2 separate regions of the Sus scrofa genome follow, and region 2 is linked to region 1. A link is a contact called in public Hi-C data. All regions are on one chromosome and are shown on one strand. Each heading gives the region's core, a stretch centred on a gene start, on an enhancer-like site or on the middle of the called end of the contact. The rest is flanking DNA. Distances are from core to core; before and after follow the strand shown. Region 1 overlaps GNG12 (guanine nucleotide binding protein (G protein), gamma 12). Region 2 overlaps LOC110261213 (a long non-coding RNA gene).

Evidence for each region. A called contact is a pair of places that touch in the nucleus more often than the background predicts.
Region 2: a contact with region 1 is called in a Hi-C map of subcutaneous adipose tissue, with 2.6 times the contacts expected there. The contact joins two enhancer-like sites. A contact is called at or near these places in 1 of 5 promoter capture datasets (fetal liver), 29 of 47 Hi-C or Micro-C datasets (adipose tissue, blood, embryonic fibroblasts and 13 more) and 2 of 2 datasets of contacts at active chromatin or transcription factors (alveolar macrophages and skeletal muscle).

The regions. Positions count from the first base shown.
Region 1 is chr6:144,865,903-144,872,447 of Sscrofa11.1, forward strand. The region is part of intron 2 of GNG12 (guanine nucleotide binding protein (G protein), gamma 12); the gene reads left to right. Among named protein-coding and RNA genes, the nearest start is that of GADD45A, 75 kb to the right of the region's middle. Within about 2 kb of position 2,564, at least 50 of the 83 cell types and tissues checked have an H3K27ac peak or open chromatin away from gene starts, as enhancers often do. A contact at or near this core is called in adipose tissue, fetal liver, omental adipose tissue and 2 more, where this site is marked.
Region 2 is chr6:145,076,985-145,083,529 of Sscrofa11.1, forward strand. The region is part of intron 1 of LOC110261213 (a long non-coding RNA gene); the gene reads right to left. Among named protein-coding and RNA genes, the nearest start is that of SERBP1, 110 kb to the right of the region's middle. Within about 2 kb of position 3,512, at least 21 of the 83 cell types and tissues checked have an H3K27ac peak or open chromatin away from gene starts, as enhancers often do. A contact at or near this core is called in adipose tissue, fetal liver, omental adipose tissue and 2 more, where this site is marked.

The sequences.
Region 1 (6,545 bases), core at 1,314-3,813:
TAGACTATGAATGCATGTATAGGAGGGTGTATGTATGTGTGGTTGGGAAATTCCAGGTAACCTAGATGATAGTTAAACACTGTTGAAAAAATATTTTAATAAAAAGCAAAAGCAGAAGGGCATGCATCTTTTTTTTTTAATGATCAAAAATAATTCCTTCCCTCTTAATGTTATTTTTTAAGTATCTAGTGTATAGATTATTGCCTGATGCTACGCAAAGTGTTGTAAAATAGGAAATACATCCGATAAGGGGGAGGGGTGCAGTCCGCACAAGTCAGTGATGCTGTAGCTGAGTCATTAAACTGAAAGAACTGAAATTTATTCTGCGCATGTACTTGCCAGTCTAACATGTGTCCAAGGCAAATGGCATGGCTCAGTGAGAAGGATTGTAAATATGTGTAGCATATTCTGAGAAGCGAGTGGACCTAGAAACCCAACCCCCAGTGATACCACCGTTTCTATGGGAAAATATGCCCCTTAAGCGCCTTCTTTGAAACCACCTTTTGAAACCCTGCCGATTTATAAGTTGGGGGTTAATGATATGAAGCGATCACCTACTGATCTGTAGAATTCTCAGCCTGAGTCCATCATCAGGCATTTATTGAGTAACTCCTGGGTGGATTACACCCTGATAAGCATGGCAGGGTGAAACAAAAGAAATAAAGGAGCGTTTCTGCCCTCAAGAAGCTTGTACCCAGCCGGAGAGGAGAAAGCATGCCTGCAGAGCAACCTGAGAGCATTCCCAGTGCCTGAGCTACAAAGCTCGGGTCCTGAGGGCAGCAGCCTCAAGGAGGGGAGCTTGTCGCTCTTCACTTGTCATCCCCAGAGGCACACCAAAGACTCTCCAATTCTTCCCGGAGAGCCTCGCACGCACAAGCGTGAAGCCACGGCTGCAGTGAATGTCATATGACTCCCAGATGCTGAGCAATTGGAAACCACAACTGGCATGTGCCATTACCTTATTAGGAAGGGTTCGGGCTTCTCTTTTTCTCCCCCTACTTTTTCTTTCTTTCCTTTCTTTCCTTCCTTCCTTCCTTTCTTCTCCCCACCCACCCCCCAGCCCCCCACACCTTAAAGGTAGGCTCTTGGCAATCTGGATAATGGTGTATCCCCTGTGCCCCAAATTCCAGCTCCAAAGCACACCCTGGTGAATATGGCTTTCTGAGATGTGGAGCCTGACTTTATGTTCTGTGTCATTTTCTGGGAGTGTCTAGACACGAGACAGACCTTAACCAGTGACTCGGGATGGCACGCAGGCTCCTTGCCTTATTTGTAAGGCAGAGCTGCTGCTTTTCATTGAGCTCAAGCCTTGAGGTCACCAAAAGGGAGAAGGGACATGGGGGGAGGGAGCAAATTGGCTGTAAAATTCCTGAGTCTGGGGCTGTGCTACAGGCCCCTGGGAATGCTGACAGCCTGTGGAGAGGGGAATGTGGCTGGGGCTGGGCTGCCAGGTAAGGCCTCCAGATCAACCACTGTGTCCTGATTGGAAATGCCTTAAACACAGGCTCTTTGCTCCATTCTGTACATTGCCTCTGAGAAGTACAGAGGGTACTTCCCCGGGGCTGAGTCAGCAAATACTTGCACCCGAGGCTTCCATATGATGCTGTTCTTTAGCTTCCTGGTTACTCCTGAGGCTGTAGGGGAAGGAGGGGGGGCACGCCTATCCAGAGGGTTTAAATAACAATAATAATGCAAACTTTCATGGAGCATTTACTGTGGTCACCAATTGGAAATGCTTCATAGGCTTGTCTCATTCAAATCTCTCTCAGCCCTTTGCAAGGTTTTTACATAATTATCTCCATTTGGCAGATGAGAAAACTGAGGCTTAAGAAGGGCAGGTAACCTAGCCACTGCTAGTAGGTGACAAAACTGAGCTGCAGACTCAGATGTGTCTGCCCTCACATGGAATTGCCAGATGGCTCTGCCTCTGGAACAACTTTTTTTTTTCTTTGTCTTTTTGTCTTTTTGCCATTTCTAGGGCCGCTCCAGCGGCATATGGAGGTTCCCAGGCTAGGGGTCCAATTGGAGCTGTAGCCGCCAGCCTACGTCAGAGGCACAGCAACGCAGGATCCGAGCCACGTCTGCAACCTACACCACAGCTCACAGCAACGCCGGATCCTCAACCCACTGAGCAAGGGCAGGGATCGAACCCTCAACCTCATGGTTCCTAGTCGGATTCGCTAACCACTGAGCCACGATGGGAACTCCTGGAACAACTTTTTACCTACAGTTTCTCACAGAGCTTTCTTCAACTTAATTCTGCATTATTGGGCAAGGAGAGGAACTCCCCCACCGCCCGGCAGTGAGAAGAGGGAGGGGGCTTGGAAAAATAAGTCGAGATGAATTCATTTTGAAAAAAGGAGGATTTGAGAGGGAAGTGCCCCGTTCGTCTACAGAAAGGAAGAGGCTCTCCTGGACGCTGTGTGAGGGAAGAATGCGTGGAAATGAGTGGGAGAAACAGAAAGTAAACCAGGGCAGGGCAGGATCCAATAGAAGGAAATGGGAGAGTCAGCAAAGAAAGGGGCAGTTCCTGCCTCCGAACTCAGCGCGTTAATGATCAGCGGCTCCGCAAACGCTTCAGTCCTCGCGTGCCCTCCGCGGTATGCAGAACTCCCTCCTTGGGGCGTAGGGGGTGGTTGCTCTCCCCAAAAACAAAACCATGACATTTAATTCTGAGTTTCTGCAGGGACTGGATGAAGTCACCACTGGAAAAACAAGAATGGCAGCGCATGTTAATTCTTTCAGGAGCCCTCAGAGGGTGCAAATAAGACACTGCCACCCCCGGGGAGAGCCTGCGGCCCTTCCTCCACCCTCTCTCCTGGCTGCCCCCTCCCCCCCAGCTTCCTGCCCCCTTCTCGATGCCTCCATTGACGATCTCACATCCCTTGTGTTTCTCTGAAGAAAAAAAAAAAAAAAAATGTATAAAGGAGATTTTTGTAAAGCCAACTCTGTCTTCCCAGACGCCCCTGGTATCTTTGCTGGCCCTCTCTGACTTTCCTGTGAGATTGATCTCTGATTGGCCGCCTGCCTCCTCGCACTGCTTTCTCTGTCACCAGCATCTAAAAAGCCCGGGATCTCTTTATTGATCTTAAACCAAACTCTTAACTACCCAGGATTTCCCTTCTTCAGCAGAACTCTTTTGCAAACGGAAGAGCCCTTTACAAAGCAAATCGTGATCCCCTTTGCAGGACGACTTTTTTTCTTTTTTGTCCTCCCTAAAATGGAAAACACTCTCTGATCCCTGCCCTCCCTCTCTCCACCCCCCTCCCCCTGCATGCAGACTAAGAGTCTCTGGTTTTAATATAGCCAGTTCTGTAATTATTTGTCTTCTTTGCAGATTAGGAGACTGAAACATTGCAGCCACTCACCGCAGGTTCCCACTTGGCCCCAGTGAATAGAGCAACGCCCCACCATCCTTCTCCCCGTGGCCAGCAGCCTCAAGTCCCACAATATCTCTGCCTTGGCACGGGGAGCTGACATTGTTCGCATAGCGTACATTCCTGGACAATGGATCTATCCAATTTAACCTTCAGAGCACCCCCATCGGTTTGTGGGTGTCTGTTCCGGGGAGAGGAGGAGAGACAGTTCACACATGGTGCTACCCACACACGCCAGAATTCCAAATCTTGGTCCGCAAGAGATTAGCTGAAAACTGTGACACTCAAATGCACTGGGGAAGTCAATTGTTTGATGCAGTTCAGTTTTTTTTGTCAGGAAACAGATAGCGCTGGTACTGGCTTCTTTATAAATGCTCCCCACTCACTCCCCTCCCATTATATGACAGCCTTTTAAAAATAGCCCCATTTCATGTGGAATGAATCTTCATTCATTAAGATGCTATAATAACACCATCGTTCTTGAGATACTTTCTGGTTATGAGTGGTGCCTAATCAGGGAAACGTTAAAACTCTTTTCTCAAAGACCACGTCTTGTATCACCCAACACCGAGAAGAGTCTTTGTGTTTTTAAAGCTACATTTTTGCCGTTTTGTGTGTATGAAGTTGGGTTCCAGAAATGACCCCAGGAAAAATATAAATTAAAACTCACCAGTTTTTCTTCCACTTCTTTTGAGTGAATTATCCTCTCTTCCCCTCCCCCCCCCCGCCCCACAACCCCAGCCTCCAAAATCTTTTAAAATATGTTATTGGTTTGAGGGATGTCTAGCTGCCTTTTGCTTTCAAACTGAAGTTAAAGCTTTCAACATCCTTGTCACCCTCCTTTTATCTCCTTTCACCTCTCCCTGTGTCTAAGACGATGAACATTTTAGAACTTTGAAATCAAAATAAAATTGCAACGTCCCTGAGTTACTTACTGGTGCTCAGTAGGGCTTAAGCATGATTTTTTGCACATAATTTAAAAATCAAAACACCAACTGGCGGATTTAAGCCAAACCCCCCTATTTTTAGAACAGCATTAAAAAAAAAAAGGCAGATTTTATTTTCAGCCACACAGCCAAAGAGTAACGAAGGAGGAGGTTCCTGGGCATTCCTCCATCCCTCAGGGCAGAGCTGGAGTGACCGTCTCCTTGCTGAGAAGCTGCCCCTCTCCGGATCCTCCCCGGGGAACAAGCCACTTCCCAGCCTGGGTCCAATTGGTGACTGGGGGGAAAAAAGGATGTTGCAGGCTTAATTTTTAAAAACAAATCAAACCAAGAAAAAAAAATAGTGTTTTGTAACTTTCCCTTTAGTTCTGACAGATTTGTGTGATCCTTCAGCTTGGAGGTAAAGTGGGACTTCTTTAAATTAAGAACAGAGAAGAAAAGTTTCCTTATGTATCCTTACAATTATACCTTTGTCACCTGGTAGTTTATAGGGGAGTCAATTTTTTTTTAAAAGGACAAGGCTCTATCCTTTAATTATCCCAGTTGGTATTCAGCTTTAGAAAGTCAGCGTACCTGCTGAGTATGTTAATTTAACCACTTTGAGTATCTTAACTCTGCCGGTCTCCCACCCAGGCCACCTCCCCAAAGAATTCAGAGGAGTCTGTGATGTGTGAGAGCTTTGTACCTGCATATCAGGAAGATATTTCTGTCTCTGAGTACTTTGGCTTTAATTAAAATCTTTAGGTCAGTCTTGTTTTGCTCCTCCTACAACTTCAAAGTCATTTATTCATTGATTCATGCATTCCTACTTTCTGCTAATTCAGTCAAATAGTTTTTAAGTGCTTACTTTTCACTCACTAGGGAATATAGACAGAAACATCCTGCCTTCAGGGACCTTAGATTCTAGAGGGACCCACAGAGAAAGAAGGGGGGGTTATTCCAGATCATAGTAAGTCATAGAATTGTTGCCACAAATATTTGTTAAGGGTCCACCTACTATCCAGAAATAGATGTTCTTATAGAACTGTCTTTGGCAGGGGGCTTCAAATTCATTTTCTTATTGGTCTGTAACTCTGTGAAATACTGGGCCGGGGTTGGGGAGGGTTCCATTTTCTTCTTCTTGGAGGAGAGGAAATTGAAATTCAGAGAAATGAAGCTCACTCAATATCAAAAGTTAGACAGTTCTGGAGTTCCCGTTGTGGCTCATCGGAAACGAATGTGATTAGTATCTGTGAGGACGAAGGTTCAATCCCTGACCTCACTCAGTGGGTTAAGGATCTGGCCTGGCTGTGAGTTGGGGTGTAGGTTGCAGGCGAGGCTCAGAATGGCGTAGGCCAGCAGCTATAGCTCCAATTTGAGCCCTAGCCTGAGAACGTCCATGTGCCAAAGGTGCGGCCCCAGAAAGACAAAAGAAAAAGAAAAAAAAAAAAAAGTTATACAGTTCCTATGTGGGAGAACCAAAACCCAAGACATTTGGACCCATTTCTGTCCTCTCTCCCCTGTGCCATGTCACCTCGTCTCAACAGAGCTAGCAGCTTTTACGTGGGAGAACCAAGGCCCAGAAAAATGAAATTCCTTCTCCAAGTGGCACAGCTAATTCAAGTCCAATCTGGGATGAAAGCCCCAGACTTTATTCCGCACGTGTTCTTCAGTTTAACAGCTCAGATCAAAAGCCTGCTGGACCCCATAGCCAGTGTCTGTGCTGGGCTTACCGTGTTGGCCCCTGCAAGAACTTATGTATGTATGTATGTATATATGTATGTATTTATTTATTTTTCTTTTTATAGAAATATATATATGCCCTGTGGCATATGGAAGTTCCCAGGTTCCTAGGCTAGGGGTTGAATCAGAGCTGCAGCTGCCAGCCTAGGCCACAGCCACAGCCACACAGGATCCAAGCCACGTCTGTGACCTACACCACAGCTCACAGCAACCCTGGATCCTTAACCCACTGAGCGGAGCCAGGGATCGAACCCGCATCCTCATGGCTACTAGTCGGGTTCTTAATCCGCTGAGCCACAATGGAAACTCCTTTGAGAACTAATCTAGATACAACTTCCATTGATGATGTTCACCACCCCTGGCTGGTTTGTCATCTGTATATAGATGCTCCTGTAAGAGGGTGAGGGGTGGTTTTGTTCATTTCCCAAACACTTGTGTATATGAACACTTTATAAGTATTAACTCATTCATTCCCCAACACAACCCGAGAGGATCTGTCCAA
Region 2 (6,545 bases), core at 2,262-4,761, 210 kb after region 1:
TATATCTCTTAAATATGTGGAATCTTAAAATATGGCATAAATGAACCTCTCTACAAAACAGAAACAGACTCACAGATATAGAGAATAGACCTGTGCTTGCTAAGGAAGAGGGGAGAGGGAGAGGGATGGATGGGGAGTTTGGGGTTATTAGATACAAACCATTACATTTAGAGAGGATAAGAAAGGAGGCCCTACTGTAGAGCCCAGGGAACTATATCCAGTCACATGGAATAGACCATGGTGGAAGATAATATAAGAAAGGGAATGTATATATGTATGACTGGGACACTTTGCTGTACAGCTAAATTTGGCACAACATTGTAAATCAACTATAATTTAAAAAAAAAAAGAATTAGGGGGGAACAAAAGAAGAGTAGGCCAAGACCTGGAAGATTTTTGCTCTTCTTTGCTAGCCTTGTAGCTGCAGCTGAGACCTATGCCATAGCCACAGCAATACCAGATCCAAGTTGCCTTTGCGACCTAGGCCTCTGCAACCTACTGGATCCTTACCCCAGAGGCCAGGGATTGAACTAACATCCTCACGGAGACAACGCCAGGTCCTTAACCCACTGATCCCTAACAGGAGCTCCTTTTTGCTAGCTTTGAAAAGCTAAGGTGAAGAAATGTGGAAGTGATATAGGGTTAGAGGAGGAAAGTGTGGGGAGATGGGGAAGAAACCTTGAGAATGGAACAGTGGAAAAGGCTGGCTAAACATATGATCTCATTGGAGTTCCCGTCGTGGCGCAGTGGTTAACGAATCTAACTAGGAACCATGAGGTTTCGGGTTCGATCCCTGGCCTCCCTCAGTGGGTTAAGGATCCAGCGTTGCCATGGGCTATGGTGTAGGTCGCAGATGTGGCTCAGATCCTGTGTTGCTGTGGCTCTGGTGTAGGCCGGCAGCTACAGCTCCTATTAGACTCCTAGCCTGGGAACCTCCATATGCCATGAGAGCAGCCCAAGAAATGGCAAAAAGACCAAAAAAAATATATATATATATATATGATCTCAGTCCTCCAAACAACCCTGGTGTGATTTCCACCTTGCAGATGAGCAAAGCGAAGCCTGGAAATGCTGAGGGCTACCCCAAAGGTCGCAGAGCCAAAGCAGGTCCTCCCTCTGCCTGAGTCCAAAGTTGGTGCTTTTGTTGCAAAACCAGGCTGCATCTCCTGTGCCAAGGGGGAGGGAAGGGAGGGATCAGTGCACACACTGCAGGCCAGACTATGCATGTCAAATCCTGTCCTTCCACTTACCAGCCTGGGGACCTTGGCTGAGTTACCTAACTCTAGGCCTCAGTGTTATCATCAATAAAATGGGAGTGATGACAAGAAGGATGGCTTCATGTGGATGATGTGAACACGAATGATCCCTAGCAAGTAAAGCACTTAGAAAACCATCCATTAGCCTTAGCGATGGTCATTCTCCCAGGTGCCCCACACACACACGAATGGGGGCCAAATGGCCCAAGCAGAATCCAGCAGGCCCAGGAGGAACCCACTTCCTCATTCCTCCAGACCCAACTTCTCCTTTGTCCTCCTTGCCCAAGGTCAGAACCCCACCAGATCTCAGCTGCTCACGTCATTACAACAGAGGCTCCTGTGATTTGTGCAGGTGATTTACATCTGAGACAGAAGAGAAATTTCAATTGACACAGGAAATACATCTTGTGGAGACCAAACCGGCGAAAGCAAAACTCAGCCCATTCCATTTTATCAATTTCTTCGCTGGGGTTTCCAACTCAGACAGCAGCAGCCTCGGTTTTGGCTTCATGTTCACATCTCTCAAGGTTTCCAAGACAGTTCAGAAAAGGACCAGGATCACACAGCCACCAAATGGAGAAACTGGGATTTGAACCTAGACCATCCGATTTCAGACCCCGCCTACTTAATTGCTTCCCCACACAGGGCCACATTTCTCTAGGGAATACACCTTGAGGACAGGCACCGGCTCCCATCAGACTTGCAACCCTGGCAGCTACTAGCTGCTTGCTCGTAATAAATAATCAGTACCCACTGATAGACTTGTTGCCTGACCACAGGAAATGTTTTCATTTAATCTCGTCTCCTTAGAGTTGATTATCTCAGGGCTGAATTGAGGAAAGGTTGAGATAGTTAGTCATTGATTCATCAAGCATGTACTGAATGCCTAACCTGGGCCAAAGCCTGGGTGCGAGAGGAATGAAAATCAGCAAGACAAGATCCCTGTACTCCAGCAGCTTCTTTGTCAGGAAGGCAATGCAGGAATTCCCAATCCTGGATGAAACCCTTGATTTCCTGGGGAGCTTTTAAAAAAATATTGATGTCTGGGCCTCACCTCCAGTGGTTCTGATTTAATGACGCTAAGCTGGGACCCCAGACTTTGTTGTTGTTGTTGTTTAAATAGTAAACTTATTTTAGAAGGTATAGATTTACAGAATTATGACGAATGTAATAGAGAGCATTCCTATGAATGCCATGCCTCGTTTCCCCTGCTATTAACATCTTACATCAGTATGGGACATTTGTCACAATTAATAAACCAATATTAATGCACTATTATTAACCAAAGTCCACACTTTATTTCAATTTCCTCGGCTTTCCCCTAAGGTCCTTTTCCTGTCCCAGAAACTTACCCAGGTCACCTCATTACACTTAGTCATCACGTCTTCCGAGGCTACGTTTCAGTGACAGTTTCTTGGCTTTGGTTTCATCTTCTTTTGTTTAACTCTTCAGAGTCTATTATGCAGCCAGGGTTGAGAACTTCTGGCCTGGGATCAAAAGCATGGAACTTCTAGAGGGGAGCTGTCTAGGTTCAACTTCTGGCTGGGCTACTTAACAGCTAGGAGAACTTGGGGTGAGAAGCAATCCCACAGAGCCCCCATTTTCTGACGTGTAAAATGGGAATACAAATAGTAGCTTACCCCATAAGTTGTGAAGGTCAAATGAGGCCAGTGTTTCTCAACTTTCTTACATCATAGCGCCCAGAGAAAAAAAATACAGTATTCATATTGTGTCCTGGCACAACACACACGTTATTGTGGCATAAATGGGTGAATCTGCTCACAGCCAGGGGTAAGGGGATCGAAGGTTGAGCCACCTATCACTCTTCTATGCTGGGTTAGGAAGTTCTGGGCTGACACCCACAGAAGCACTTAGACCCCACCTCGGCCCATGTGAGCCATCCATTAACATTTTCCAGAAATGTGGAAGCAACAGACCTGCAAAGAGCAAGGAGCAGCGCGGACTGGGGCAGTAACAGTGAAAGTAAGGGCAGTACTTCCAAGCTCATTTGTAAGGACCTGCTGCCTTTCCAAAGCAAATGAGTGTTGTCTCTGGAGCAGAAGGGAACTGCTCTCGCTTCCTAAAGGACTCTGGGTGACCAGCTATGGACAAACCCTAGGGCACCTCCTTACACTGTGAGGAAGAAGAGCAACCATGCTGCTGGCACGCGCAAGACAGAAAGCCTGGCAAATTAAGTGGTGGCACTTGGAAACTGAAGACAAAAGATTTCATGTCAAGAGCCTCCTTGTTCCTTCTGCTGGCTACTTCCTCTCTGGCGCCACCCTCTGGTGTCAGCTAGGTCAAGCAGAACTTCCAAAGCTGGTAAGTTGTTTTGTTTTTTAATGGAGTGCTTTTTTTTCTCTCACTTTTTAGGGCCACACCCACATCATATAGAAGATCCCAGGCTAGGGGTCAAATCGGAGCTAGAGCTGCCAGACTAAACCACAGTCACAGCAACGTGAGATCCTTAACCCACTGAGCAAGGCCAGGGATCGAACCCCGTATCCTCATGGATATCAGTCGTGTTCGATTCCACTGAGCCACAATGGAAACTCTGAGTTTTTTCCCTTATTACAAAACCTAAGACTTGAGAATACCAAATAAAATCAATTTCTAGGGGAAAAAAATAAAAACTCTCAATAGGAAAAAAGTTATAACACTGTCCGGGCCATTGCAGAACCCAGAGGATATATTCAAAAATTGAAAAATTGAGACGTTCCCGTCATGGCTCAGTGGAAACAAATCCGACTAGTGAACCATGAGATTGCAGATTTGATCCCTGGCCTTGCTCAGTGGGTTGAGGATCCGGCGTTGCCCTGAGCTGTGGTGTAGGTCGCAGAAGTGGCTCGGATCCCGCATTGCTGTGGTCCTGGCATAGGCCAGGGCAACAGCTCCGATTAGACCCCTAGCCTGGGAACTTCCATATGCCACGGGTGTGGCCCTAAAAGGACAAAATATTTAAAAATTTTTTTTGAAAAATTCTAGGGGCTTGATGATTTCCTTTTGACACAAAATGACCTAATACATTTGCAATTTGTGGTTCTTGGTATTGAGGTTCATAGGAAGCTAGAAAGTCTTCAAGCCTTGAGCTGAATTCCATGAGGAGTTATCTGGCTTTTGAATCAGTTTTTCTTTATCTAAGAGGTGACAGCAGCAACAGCACCCACCTTCCAACAGCTTCTTTCTGGACATGGTGAGCCTGCAGAACCACCAGAGTTTCACCCACCTGGGAGCCAAGAGACTCGGAGACCACTGCATGCGTGGCAGCTGGGAGTCGCCCAGCCACATCCCCTGCATCTTTCCAGCCAGCTTTGAATGCAATGTTTGGATGAGTGGGATCAAAGATTCTCTCAGCATCTGCTCCTGTTTCTGGGCAAGAACTGCAGCCAGCACGGAGGAAATGGGAGCTCCAGGCCCGCTCATGGACCGAAGGCTCTGCTGCCCAAAGAGGCTGGATCACAGGATGAGGGCTGTGCCCACTGGAGGCATATTTGTACGGGGCAAAGACATTAATCATCCAGCCGAGCGTTGTTACCTCAAAGTTGATCTTGGGATCAACCTCTGGGTTCAAATATCCCAGTTCATCTTCAGTAACAGAAAATCTTTCATTTATTTTTTCTTATTTGATAGGCGTGTATTTCTTGAGGCTGAAGAAATTAGAGATGTGAAAGATTGTGAACTTTAGATGGTTATCTCTGCAATTTGCCCACAAATGTGTCAGCACCATCCCTAAAGGGCAGTGCCTGCACATCTGAGACCCAAAGAGATTTATGGATGATCTCGAAATGTTAATAAATGCTGATGCGTGGAAAAGACGTCTCACCACTATAAAGCATTTCTGTGTTCCTCATCTTATAGTGAAGTGTGTCCGTGGCAAAAGTTTCATAGTTGGCAGAGCAGGGTTCACATTTTAGCCCAGCTGTGTGATCTTGGGTAAGGTGCTTAATCTCCCTGAGCCTCCATTTCCTCATTTATAAAATCAGGATTTTAAAATGCCACCCTTGGCGTTCCCATCGGGCTCAGTGGAAACGCATCTGACTAGGATCCATGAGGACGCAGGTTCGATCCCTGGCCTTGCTCAGTAGGTTAAGGAGCCGGTATTCCATGAGCTGTGGTGTAGGTCGCAGACATGGCTCAGATCTGGTGTTGCTGTGACTGTGGCGTAGGCCAGCAGCTATAGCTCTGATTTGACCCCTAGCCTAGGAGAACCTCCATATGCCTCACGTTCAGCCCTAAAAAGACAAATACATAAATAAATAAAAATAAAAATGCCACCCTTAAATTGTTGTTTTGAGAGGATTAAGAAGAATGGTAACTGCTAAGCTGAATGCCCAGCACGTGGTAAAAGCTCAATCATGGGCGACCAAGACTGCGATTAGTCCCACGACAACTTTGTGAGTTTGGGCAGGCGCACATCATGGATGAAGGAATCAGAACTCAGAGACACAGAGTGGCTGATCCATGTGAGTGGCACAGCCCCCTGGGGCTTCCACTCTGGTTCTCCAGGCACTGAGTGCAGAGTCCTTTCCTCATTTCACACACAGGGTGCCTGCTCTTCTCCCTGCCAGATTCACAGACACTCAGCTGAGGCTCAGACCACAGGGCTGGAGAAGCAGCCACGTCAGAGGGAGCTGAAGCAGGGAGTGGACAATCCTCCAGACAGGCGTGAGCTGGATGCCTGGAGCCCAGAGGCCTGAGGACTCAGACAGGGGCGGGGGGCGGGGGCGGGGGGGGCGGTGTAGATTCAGCCCTGTTGTCCAAGGCCAGGAGGGTGTGTGAGGACAGACCACCTAGCAAGCAGCGGGTGAAGGCTGACTCAGAGAGTGACACACAGTGTCCCAAGGGGCCAGAGGCTGGAGACAAGAACACATGTGAAGAACTCAGAATGGGAGTTCCCGTCATGGCTCAGTGGTTAATGAATCCAACTAGGAACCATGAGGTTGCAGGGTTTGATCCCTGACCTTGCTCAGTGGGTTAAGGATCTGGCATTGCCATGAGCTGTGGTGTAGTTCGCAGATGCGGCTCAGATCCCACGTTGCTGTGGCTCTGGCGTAGGCCGGCGGCTCCAGCTCCGATTTGACCTGGGAACCTCCATATACCGTGGGAGCGGCCCTAGAAAAGGCAAAAATTCAAAAAAAAAAAAAACTCAGACTGGACAGAAATGGAGGAAAACTTGACAAGAGGCTGGAAGACAGTATTAAGTGAGGTTGGCCCCTGGCTCTGGGGGTGTGGCAAGTGAGAACTGGTGGAGTCAGTTAAGATGCTCCTTTAGGATGCATCCAGTGGCAA